Regions from separate parts of the Drosophila melanogaster genome. Here region 1 is linked to region 2. Evidence: chromatin contacts called from public Hi-C data. All regions are on one chromosome and are shown on one strand. Each heading gives the region's core, a stretch centred on a gene start, on an enhancer-like site or on the middle of the called end of the contact. The rest is flanking DNA. Distances are from core to core; before and after follow the strand shown. Region 1 holds the start of Asator (asator,). Region 2 holds the start of CaMKI (Calcium/calmodulin-dependent protein kinase I).

Region 1 (6,383 bases), core at 3,114-5,613, 41 kb before region 2:
ATATCAATTAAACATACATATTTGTATGTATGTACACGCCACCAAACGATTCAGCCCGAAGGTATGCATACATATCTTGCGGTTACTGCATTGCGTTGGCTCGAATGTATTTTAAATACTTTTTACATTTGCAGTGATTGTGATTATTACGATTTTAAAAACGTATTTCTGAGCTTCATTACCAAATGACTGTATGAAAATTGATTAAAATCAACTTATTTCTACTGCGGTTTTGCTTTTGGGAATCATGATTCGTATGTATGTTTGATTTATACGTTTGCTTTCTTTTTCACGTTTAGATATAAAAGTATTTATTAAGAAATAATTACATATTTTTTTGTTGGAATGGGGCAGATCGTGACCACCACAAACATTTGATTTAGTGCTCGTTGCGTTCTGTGAAGCCCACCATCTTAAATATTAATGAAATTATGTCTTCTTTTATTAACAGCCGAGCGGATTTGCTCTCTTTCCATATTGCCACAGAAGTTCGAGGAATACGCTATTGTACTATCAGGAGGTATCGCTAATAAGTAGAAGCGTCGTTACATAAATAAGTCCGATGAATTGCAAAATGTACACAAATCAAGAACGCCCATACATTTGGCCATTTACATTTACACATATGTATGTATGTATGCTTGAATACACATCGATGTATGTGACGAGGGTAGATGTCCTTTCATTTTTGCAAGACCGAAAAATCGATTTTCCATAATTCAATGCTGGAAATTTCAGATGCTAAAACTGCCAAGAATTTTTTATCCAATTTTTCACAGACCGACAAAAAACTTTGGGGGTGCCATTCTCGTCGTTGGGCTTAGTCTCAAGTGAATTCCCTTCGAGTCCACACAAATCCAGTTCTTATGCCATCCACAGCGAAGCGTATTCCCGAACCAACGTTGCGGACCCCCGTTACGAGCGCACAAAAAAAACTACCCCGACAAAATTATAATGAAGTTGGTGGTGGTGCAGAGGAAAGCCAAGTGTGCGTCGAAAACAGGGTACGGCGACCAGTAACGGAGAACAGGACCTGGGTCCCGAGGTCCTGGGCAAGGGACCAAGAGATTCGGGTGGAGTGGGCTTTCTTTGCCACCTTTCTTCCGCCTGCTTGTGCAGTTGGAACACCACCACCCTGGGTTAAAATTAAAAAAAGCGAAAACAAAAAACTCGGCGTTGTATGTTGTATGTATGTATGTTTATGTATGTATGTATCTGCTTGCGTAGGTACATAAAAAACGAGATCATCCACGGCGATGAAACAGAAGCATCCCCAGTGCCCCTTGGAATGTACAAATGTATGCATGTGTGTAAGATTTTATGTATGTATGTATGTAATTATGCATGTATGTTTGTGGCTGTATGCATGCATGTGCGCGCACACAGCAGAGCATCGAAGGTATGCCAGTATGTGCACGCACGCACCATTTATGCATGTGCTTATTTGTCGCTTTGAGGAATGCTTTTACTTCTGTTGTCCACTCTCCTTTCTGGTGACCTCTGACCCTGACTGTGCGCGAAAGAACGACCAGAGCCTCACCATTGCAGGTAAAATCGTGTCAACACGCAGCGTGAGTGCAGTATAAACAATTTAATTATCAAACAAGAAATTATAAGACTCAGGTTTGCTAACAGAAATAAAGAAGGTGAGTTAACTTTTTGCGATTAACCATGGCCAATAAAATTTTTGTAAGTGTAATAAAATACTTATGAATGAAAATTGTTGATCATTATTAATCTGAATGTCAAGAATTAAGTAGGGTAACATGGCATGGCAGATGCGTGCATTGGTAATTATCAAATTGTACTCTCTTTATTTTTTTTATATTATTTTTTTTTAATATTTTTATTATTATTTTTTTTTTTATTTTTACCAGAAACTTTAATTAAAAGGCATTTCGGCCTCTAAATCCCAAACACAAGCTAAATATGTTCCTAACGGATTACATACTATATACAAGTTGTAACCGAAGGCACATAATATACAGTGTTATTGTGGATTTAAAATTCAATTTGCTTATCACTGTCAACACTTTGTCACTGAACTGTAGATTTTTTTCTTTAGATTTTGTGTTACTTTTCTATTGGGTGTATCACTATGATTGGACTACAGATTTCAATTCTTCGTGATTATATAGTAGTCGCCTTTGCAAATCTCCTGGGGCGCTTAGTCACTACGTGGACTGCTCTCCACATTGATATACGAGCTAGAAATATATTTTAAAATATTGCTGAAATATCCATAGAAATTGGAGAGAAAAAAGAAAATTAAAGAAAGTTAAAACATTTTTCAAAATTATTGACTTGCCAACATTTAAAAGTAAGACTGGGCGTGGAAATAGAAATATTAAAATGAAAAGAAATGAAAACATTTTAAGGGCCTGGCACTTGATCTGCGTCCGCTTTACTTATGCCTAATCTCAATTTCCTAGTTTTTTCCGTGATCGCAGCCCTCAAACGGAGAGACATGGCGGATGGCCATACAGATAGACGGGCATCCGGTCCTGGCCAAGTCGAGTCAGTTAGGATCGGAAAGGCTCCTTGTTACGCACTCACATCTCTACGAGTAACGGGTAGAGTAGAGTACTCTACGAGTAGAGGGTATATTGATTTCAGTCGAAGTTTGCAACGCTACCATATAAAGAATACAATAATAAAACTTCATTTTTTGTTTTTAACTTTGAACATGTACATATATGTATATGTATATGGCACTTGTAAGTATGTATTGGGGGTGTACTTTTTTACTGAGGGTGACAAACAACTGCTGCTGGGTACAGTTTTTTATATTGATTTCAATATTGATTTTGTTGCACATTATTAACATTTACGTCGAATCCATCCACACCACCGAAAACGTTCTTTCGGAAAATCAATTCAGCTGTCACAAGAATTTAAACGTTTTAACCCCTTTTCTGTATGATATTTGAAGCGGAAAACTATGCGTTGTTCAGTTTTTAACCCTCACATTTATACTGTATATTTCTGGTATTTCAAAATGGCAAATATTACGTGTTTAGTTGCAGCAATATATCTTAGTAAATAGAATTAGGTAATTATAAAAAATTAAAGAATACGTTGCACAGTTGCGGAATCCGGTCACGAAAACAGTCCCTGAATCATAGATTAGGAGACATACATATGTTTTTTCCAACATAGAAGACCTTCTTCTTGAAATCTTTGATTTAGGATTTCTTTAGGGACCAGAGTCACAGTTATTGTCTAGTAATCAACAAAATTGATTGCAATTTTACTATTGTATTCTTTTTGACATAGATTATACTAGTTTAAAGGGGGCTTTCACTCCTTAGAATGGTAGACGAGGTAACAAACCCTTTTTTTTCATATAATATACATAAATTTTTGATCCTAGCGCTGCTAACATATAGCATACGGTGCTGCCAATGATACATACATACAAATACAGTTATAATCTTGAATTACAGGTAATAATTAACTGTCTCATTTGCTTAATCTTTGTTTTTGTTTAGAGAAACGTATTGCATCAAATTCCTTTTAGGGGCTCGTCGTACATAAACAAAATTCAGACATACAGAGTAACTATGTAAAAAGTAATAAGCTGACCTGTAAAATTCTTGATGTACATGCAGCGCCACCTTTTGGAATTTTGAGTAGTTCAAGTAAATTCCTTAATTTTTTCCCAGTTGCAGAACCACAATTTAATATCGAATGGATCGATTAACGGAGCCGTCCATAGATTTCGTGTTGGAATATGAGGAAATAGTAAAAATATACTATCGATTTCTACACGCTGCAGTAATCGTATATTTTTTTCGAATTTGATTTGATCAAAATATTTTGATTTCGTTTTTAAGTGCTCTGGTTTTCCCAAAATTTACGAACTTATTTACGAACAATACTTTTGGAAATCCTTTAAATTAATTAAATAATTGTCTGGCAACTCTATGACTGACGGAGAACAGATGTTGAAGTCTACGTGTAAAAATAGGTCTAAAATGCTTTAAAACCTTTCAAGAGAAACCATGGATAGAATCTTCTGAGATTGCCCCTGTAGATATATATTTTTTATTAGCCCTGGATTAAACTGGAACGTGGTTTATGTCCTAACCCAGGTTCAAACACGGAACCAGACCAAACAAATTAAATATAGAGGCGGAAATATAATCGTAGCAATGTTCAAAATTGAAGTGAAGCTTTTACTCCCGACTTTCCTAAAAAATGTCATATATTATATAAGAACACACGCTATATATATGTTGAAATAATTCCTTCTTGAAGATATCATCTCAAATGGCTGCAAGTTTGGGGAGACTAAAGATAGCTGTTTATGTTATTCACCTATACACACATATCTGAATACCGTAGTATATACCTAAAAAATCAGTTCGATGCACAGAATGCCTAAAGATTCAGCGGGAAGCATTTGATAGAACAATATATTTCTTAATTACAACTTTTAGTAAAATATTTTATTGGTGCAAAACAATAGGTTTGCCGACAATAAGAAATATTTTATAAAGACAAATTTTAAAGTACCAAATGTAAATCAACTTTTTGCTGTTCGTTTTGATAAATTTATTATAATGTGATCGTCTTAAAAATAATAAATTTACAAATGTGGTCATGTGAACATGTGGATACAAGTGGATCACGCGAATTCCGCGTTGTTATTTTTTCGACGTTTTTACGGAACTTCTCTATAATTAAATCAGTATATAAAAATAGACACATTTGCCTATATAACGTAAATAAACGTAATCATAAATACAGACGATAAGTGATGTGAGCTAATCTAAATAATTGTATAGATTATTATTAATACAGTAAATTGCTCTCAAGCAATAATTAACCTACTTACAGGATTACAACAGAATAGAATTACAGTTTACGTCCAATTAAAGTAGTTTTGCAATAAAATTAAAAACAACAAACGATTATATCACGCACAAAGTATTCGCTCTTACAGTTATGATTAGGCTGCTTTGAGTAATCCTTATATGTTACTTGTGATATTACTACGTGATTATATGAATAATTTCAATCACACTCATATGTGTTCTTGAAGAAGTGAAAATACCGATACAAATTGATAGTTTTTTCCATATTTTAGAAAATAAAAAAAATACATTAAATCAAGTTCTAAGATATCTAAGTTTAAGGACAGCACAGAATTTTGCCATCATGCATTTGCAGGAGTACCTCAGGTATGTTTTGGACTCATACTCTTCTTTAACATATATGTAAGAAAATTAAAACTGAAAATTATTTGGTATCTAAAAATGCAAAAAAAGAGCAGTGTTGTTAATTTTTTTTTTAATTTTCGATGAATTTTGTTAATATGTCACACGGTAGGACGGAAATGTGGAAAATATAACGATTAATATAAATATTAATATATAACGATAATACGAAGCTGACGAAGTATTGAATTAGAACGGCAGCTATTTCTAACTCTAGCGGTGGAATTACGGCAGTTAACCTAATGAATTTTTGTGTGTTCGACCTAACAGGAATAGAAAAAGTACAGTAACAATACAACAATTATATACTTTAAAACGTTCTAAAATTCAGAAAGCCTTTTCATATATATGAACTCGACTAGACTCGGTCCTAAGCGGGCCTTTGATATAATGCAAGCGTACAGAAAATCGCCCAGTTTTCTAAATTGTGCTTATTGGTGGAATTTTTTTTTTTTAATTTGTTGTAGGCTATAGAGTGACAGCGTTTTATAGAAACTTACACTGTTACAAGTCCCGCTTTTATAGCTCCCGAGACCTCGACGTTCATACGAACGGACGGATATTACAACATCGACTCTGCTATTGATCCTGTTAATATAATTTATATACTCTATATCGTCGAAATTTTGCCTTCTATCTGTTTTCCAGATACTTTATAATATTTCATGTCCACTAAGATTACATCTTCCCCACGTTTGAATTGTTTTGTCTATGCCTTTCGAAGGGATAATTCAATATTCAAACAAAAGATGAGGGTATACAATGTATGGTTCAAATGGAACTTGGACAAAACTGTATTACTAACGAATATAAATTCTTAGCAAATATAGGAAATCGAAAGTTAAATGTTTGTTTCAGTATTATACAACTTTTGGGTCGTAGTTTTCTGCAAAACCTAATACAAACAAGTAAATTAAGTAACGTAAATCGACCTGACATTCACTTTACAAATATATAAAAACTGACTGAATTTATTCAGCAAATCCAATCTATACCAGTATCATGTATTACATGTTGTTATAAGCACTGCGATCATTTTGAAATTCACCAGGAGTATCAATGGGTTCGACAATTTATTTATTTATGTTTTTGAAAATTCTACTTATAAAATTATTTGCAAACGCTGACTTTTATACATACGTGCAGCTCTAATCAGACCTT
Region 2 (6,226 bases), core at 1,872-4,371:
CGACCATTCTCAGAAGAATAACCCTTCTTGATATCGAGACGATAACGATCTCTAAGTCGATAATCTCAAGCGTAAGCAGTCCCGGTTTTTAGATTTAAGAAGCGGTACATTAACGGAAGACTAAGGATGTACATATACTAACAATATTTTTTTTGGAACATTTAGCGCGTTTCTTTAATTTAGTTTAATAAAGTATCTTTTTAAATTTTTTTTGATTCGCAATGGGAATATGTTCAAAAGTTGGGCGTTAGAGTGGGTGTGAAATTTTGTGCGTTAGAGTGGGAGTGGCAAAAACTTTTCTTGTATATCGATAAAAATTGACAAGACCAATAATTAAATGAAAAAAATAATTAAATGAACAAACTTGCACTGCAGACTCTAGCTTTTATAGACAGATCGATTAATAAATTTAATCCTAATTAAGATTATATTCACTATTAAGGGTCGAAAACGTTTCTTTACCAGTTACGTACTTAACAGCAACCTAGTATAGCCCTTTATTCTACGAGTAACGGGTATAATTAAGATCAAAAGTTCGGCCTGTAGATATTACTGCTATAGTAACTTTGATATCGATATCGAAAGGAAGCTACCTTCGGCAAACCAAGATTATATACCCTGGCATAGAAAATATGAAAAAATTCTTTTTGGATGTTCTCAATACCTAGAAGGATAAAACCAATATACAAAATATTTTAATTTCACCTAATGGTTGGTTGGTTAAAAAGCACTTGATTTTTAACAGACGAGCATCGCAACGATTAAGTGTTATCCTACCTTTTAGTTAAAATGATCGCTAATCTGAATTTATAAGCCATTGCGGTCATCTACATAAACTATGTTTTGGTTTAGCATTCATTACTCAAGTTATATTAAATGCAAAAGCTACTATTTTCACAATTGTAATATCTGGATCGGTATTATAATAAAACAAAATATCTCGAAAATTAACCTATACTTTTATATTTTTTAGTAATAAAAAATCTAAGATCAAGTAAAAGAAGTGAATATTAAACATAAATTAGACAGAACAAACTGAGGATTTTACTATGCCCAACACCAAACAGTATTCTACAGTCGCGATTTTAATATGTATATTGATTTTATTGTTTTTAATGGGTTTATGATCACATACTAAGTTTTTCTACCACGAGTAAGAAATATTCATTGCGAAATCTAAATTTGTATATATATGTAAATATGTATAGATAATAAGAAACGATTTCGATTAAAGTTTAATGATCAAATGCGACATTAAGAATTGTCAGTTTCATATTTTCTTTCGGTGTACAGGCACAAAATGTATATCACTCTTTATTTTATTTATTCCGAGTTGTATTGGTGCCTATTTTCTTTTTAACGTCAACTCTAAATTATTAACTTCCTTACCTTCTCAAAACGCGAATTTCATTCTCCAGAGATTCTTCCTTTCCCTTTAGAGCTTTCTTATCGATAATTTTCACTGCAAAATGTTCGCCTGGCGAATCTTTGCTTTCGGCTAGGCGTACTTCTGAAAAGGCTCCACTTAAGCGGTAAAAAAAGGTTAGTCATTAAAGTATTTAAAAATCTTTTTGCTTAGCAGCACGTACGTCCCCAGAAGTCCGTGAAGATTGTATTTCTCTTCAATTGACACTTGCTTATTGAGCTCCTTTAAGTCCTTCGCCTTGGCTTTCTTGCCCGAATCCTTTTTGCCAAACAAAGGCATTTCTAAGCAAGTTGATTTTGAAGTAGTATGTATTTTAGATTGCCGAAATTCGCATGGTTATTACTCTTCAACAGTTTAAGCCAGACTTCTCACAGGGTTCTAAAAGTTATAACGACGAACCCTATCAGCGAAGACGATCATATATATTCACAAAAGCAGGTTACATACATACATAGCTAGACACAAAGCAATGCAGTTGTTTTCGGTTTGGGAGCTCAATTATTCCGCTCAGTAATGAGCCCAGCTGCCAAAGGTTAAATTTTAGCTGATTACCTTATATTGCGTACATCTGTAGTCGAAAACAGACACTTGCATATCACACAATATTTACGTATATATATATATATATATATATATATACAATAATATACAATATTTATATATATGCATATATATACATATACATATATAATATATAATTGGGTTTATTTACATATACATGTATAAGTTTTATACATGCTTAAGAAGTATTACGAATTAACCAAAACAAGCGCAGGATCTCGGTGGCTTCACTTGAAAGCAGAAAACAATTGAAGACGAATTTTCAAAACGTTCCCCATATTGCAGACTTTGTTGCAAGCCAACACGTTTCTATTTAAAAAAAATACATCAAATGTATCTAGAAACTGTTTACAGGTCCTTTTGTTTACACAAATATTTATTCAGTATTCTCCAAATCTATAAATACTTGTGCGTTGCAGCGTAATGTCTGTTTTAAAGGAATACACACGCTAGGAATTACAATTACTTTTAGTATTGATTTATTGATTTTCTTCAGGCGCTGGCGCAACCATTGTGGCAGTGTTGACCAGTCAGCTATTTTTTCCTAAAAACTTTGTACTACTAATCTATGTATATGTAGTTTTTCCCAAAAGCGAATTGTTAGTCATTTTTCTCTGGAGCGCTTATATGTATATACATATAGCATAGTAAGTTAGTGATTATACATCTTACCTTTTTATTTGCAAAGCAAATGTAATGAATTTGTTTTTTGATTAGCTCATAGACTATCGGACACGAACAAAAAAATTAATTTTTCAAGTTATGTCGTTATTTTTTTTACATAATACTTAATACTATACATTTATACAGTTAAAATCTTTCAAAAAAGTAACTTTCAACCAAATCCGGAAATAAATTCTCAGTACGATTTTCACAAATTGGTTTACCGTGACACACTGCTCCATTGTTTCCAAATCTTAGCGGAACTTTAAACGTGACAAACTTATTTTGAAACATTAGCATTGACTGTTAAAATTGTGATACGTCACCTGGTTCTGGTTAAGTCAAAACAAATTGAACAAAAATTTCTTGGTGATTAAAAATATTTAAATAAATTTATATCTGTACTCTATTGATTTCCTATTGATATTTTGGAACTAAACCTTGGAACCAATCTTGGAAATTATAATTCTTGCGAACGTTCATGGACAGGAACAGGGCGAGACATTTCATTCCAAAGAAACAGTTGGGAAATGAAAACGCTTTAAGTTCTAATTAAAACAACTACCACTAGACTGAAGCTTAAGAAATAAATGCTTAAGCTAAATGTATTATATAATTTTTATTATCTGCAACATTTTAGTGAATAAACAGTTAATAATTGGAGTACATTCAAATTTGTATGTTGTTCTCAGATAGGTGACTGTGGCATGGATAATAGCATTTTCACACAGATACCAATATATCCGTTAAATTCTTAAAGTGAAAATTTTCAAGTTAATTAAAATTATTATGGATTTTTAAAAGAACTTTTTGAGGCAACACTTACTGGTTAGTAATCTATATAATGTAAGCATTAAATCAAACTTTTAACTTATAAGCATTTTATGGAATCATAAATATTCTTAATTGCTTTTAAATAAATTAAATTTAAATTAATAAATTTTAATAAATTAAAATCTCGCTTAGGTGTTTGCGACTATGGAAAACATGCTTAATATCCTAAGACCAAAAAATTTACAAATTTTTTTTTTTTTAATGCGTATCTTGATTTAGAGATTCAAGACCAAAATATATATATATATATATATTAAATAACATTCAAATCATAGAAGCATTTTAAATTAAATTTAATTTAAATTTAAATTAATAAATTTTAATAAATTAAAATCTCGCTTAGGTGTTTGCGACTATGGAAAACATGCTTAATATCCTAGGACCAAAAAATTTACAAATTTTTTTTTTTTTAATGCGTATCTTGATTTAGAGATTCAAGACCAAAATAGCTGTCATATATATATTAAATAACATTCAAATCATAGAAGCAATACTGTTTTGGGATTTGTCTAAGCAACAAACATTTTTGTTTAAATGAAAACATAATTGCATTTCATTTTTTATTCATGAATTAATGCAAAACAAGAGAAAACTCTTTAGTAGATATCCCCGATATGAGATACCCGCAACTCAGCAAGTTTTTTGTTAAGATAAAATGGGAAAAAAGCTAAAATAGCTTTGACAAATGTGGACGTGTCAGTTTTGGGTGGCTTATGGGTGTTTTGCAGACAAATATAAAGGCAGAAACACACGGAAAGACGGACATAGCCAGATCAACTCATCTATAACTATCCTGATAAAGTACATATATCTTTTACTCCACGTGCAATGGGCTATATTATTTGTGAGAACAACACAACGACGCCGGCTGTTCAGATATTTATAAGAGTTTTGCGATATCCCTGTTATTGAGCAAATATAGATAATAAAAAAGCAATAAACGGAACTAAAACTAAGTTTTTTTTTCCAACCAATGTGAAGAAAATTATTACCTCAAATTACAACGGGGACGACAACCACCCAAGAAAAAATATGTTTTTCCATATATATATGCAAATGCTTCGATTTGTAATTCAAAATAATAAAATATGAGATTGCTGACTGAGCTGCATTGGTCTTGCTTAATAGGGTCTTAAATGAGTAGTGGATGTTTTATGGAATACCCTGGTTATTTATGACTTAAAGCTACCAGATCTGGAATTCTAGTATGAAAGTAATAATTATACCAAATTTGGTTTGTTCGAATTATCGCGGTCTGGTCACATATAAGGGTAGTAATTACATTTTTTATATATTAGATTGCTTCTCTTATTATGCGAGCTGTTTATTCCAAAGTATGTTCGCAATTTTCGACTCCTGCTAACATAACGCACGGTTAAAGCAGGAACATTTGGGCCTATAAGCCCAAAATTTCATTAGCTTAATACGATGCTCCGAAGTGTTATTGCATTTGCACATATACATAAAATTGTGACATAGAATAGGAGAATTCCACATACAAATACAAAAATACAAAATCCTCCAGTAAAATTTAAAACGATATCGTGTTTTGCTTCGCGTATCTCACGTGAGATGTAATCGCATGCATATGAGTGGTGAGTGCCTGCGTGCAGTTCCTGGTCTAAATATGCTTAATTGCGTTCGCCGACTTCAAAAGCAATAAAACGATGGATTTTAATTGCTACTTGAGCAATTAGCCACACAAGGGATCTTGGGAAGGTCGATTTGAAGGAATTCGATTTCTAGGATGCTCTCGACAACAATGCCCCGCAGTCCAACCCAACAACAGCCGCAACCAAACTCCGATGCCTCCTCAACAAGTGCATCTGGATCAAATCCTGGAGCAGCGATCGGAAATGGGGACTCGGCGGCGAGCAGAAGTTCTCCGAAGACCCTTAATAGCGAACCCTTTTCTACTTTGTCGCCGGGTAAGACTTGTATTGATTTCTCTTTGTCCGGAATTATAACAACTTTCTGTGTTTCCAGATCAAATAAAATTGACGCCAGAAGAAGGCACTGAGAAAAGCGGACTATCAACTAGTGATAAAGCTGCCACTGGAGGAGCCCCAGGCAGTGGAAATAATCTGCCCGAGGGACAAACTATGCTAAGGCAGAACTCTACGAGCACAATCAACTCGTGCCTAGTCGCTTCTCCACAAAACTCCAGTGAACACTCGAATAGCAGCAATGTGTCTGCTACAGTGGGCCTTACTCAGATGGTAGATTGTGACGAGCAATCGAAGAAAAACAAATGTAGTGTGAAGGACGAGGAAGCTGGTAAGACTGCCCTACAAATGGTTTAAAATTTTAAAATGTATTGGCGTTCACCTTTGTTAATCATTTAATTGTTTTTTTTTTGCTATACTTACAATTTTAGTTTTAAACTTGTAAACTTGACTAAAACTCGCGAAGCTCGGATCAAAACAGACATTTTCTTGGAACCGTAATTAAGCTCATAAAAATATTAATTCATCTTGATGGAATGCATATCATAGATGTACTCAAACATCTCAAGAAAGACCTCAAATTGGATCAACTAATTAGTTTGAGAAAAAATTGCTGTACTTTTAAGAATATATTAATTTAAAAATTTGCTGAGTGAAATGATATAATAGTCACAATAATTTTTAGTTAAACTGCTAAAGCATTTTGAATAGCCGTGCTACGCAGATGCTACTAGACGCGGTGTAAAAGCTAATTTTTATTTAAAAGCTGTCCTAATATTCCATAACCATTAATGTC

What was found. Hi-C and Micro-C count contacts between places; a contact is called where the count stands out from the background.
Region 1: a contact with region 2 is called in a Hi-C map of the S2 cell line, with 2.4 times the contacts expected there. The contact joins the promoter of Asator here to the promoter of CaMKI in region 2. A contact is called at or near these places in 62 of 107 Hi-C or Micro-C datasets (the Clone 8 cell line, the Kc167 cell line, the ML-DmBG3-c2 cell line and 23 more) and 1 of 6 datasets of contacts at active chromatin or transcription factors (the Kc167 cell line).

Annotation. Positions count from the first base shown.
Region 1 is chr4:484,013-490,395 of dm6, reverse strand. Asator (asator,) reads left to right here and starts at 4,363. Exons shown (of 14, transcript NM_001272127.1): 1 at 4,363-5,186. The coding sequence starts at 5,164.
Region 2 is chr4:442,399-448,624 of dm6, reverse strand. CaMKI (Calcium/calmodulin-dependent protein kinase I) reads right to left here and starts at 3,121. Exons shown (of 8, transcript NM_166764.2): 1 at 2,977-3,121; 2 at 1,390-1,524. lgs (legless) reads left to right here and starts at 4,714. Exons shown (of 6, transcript NM_143665.4): 1 at 4,714-5,412; 2 at 5,471-5,761. The coding sequence starts at 5,232.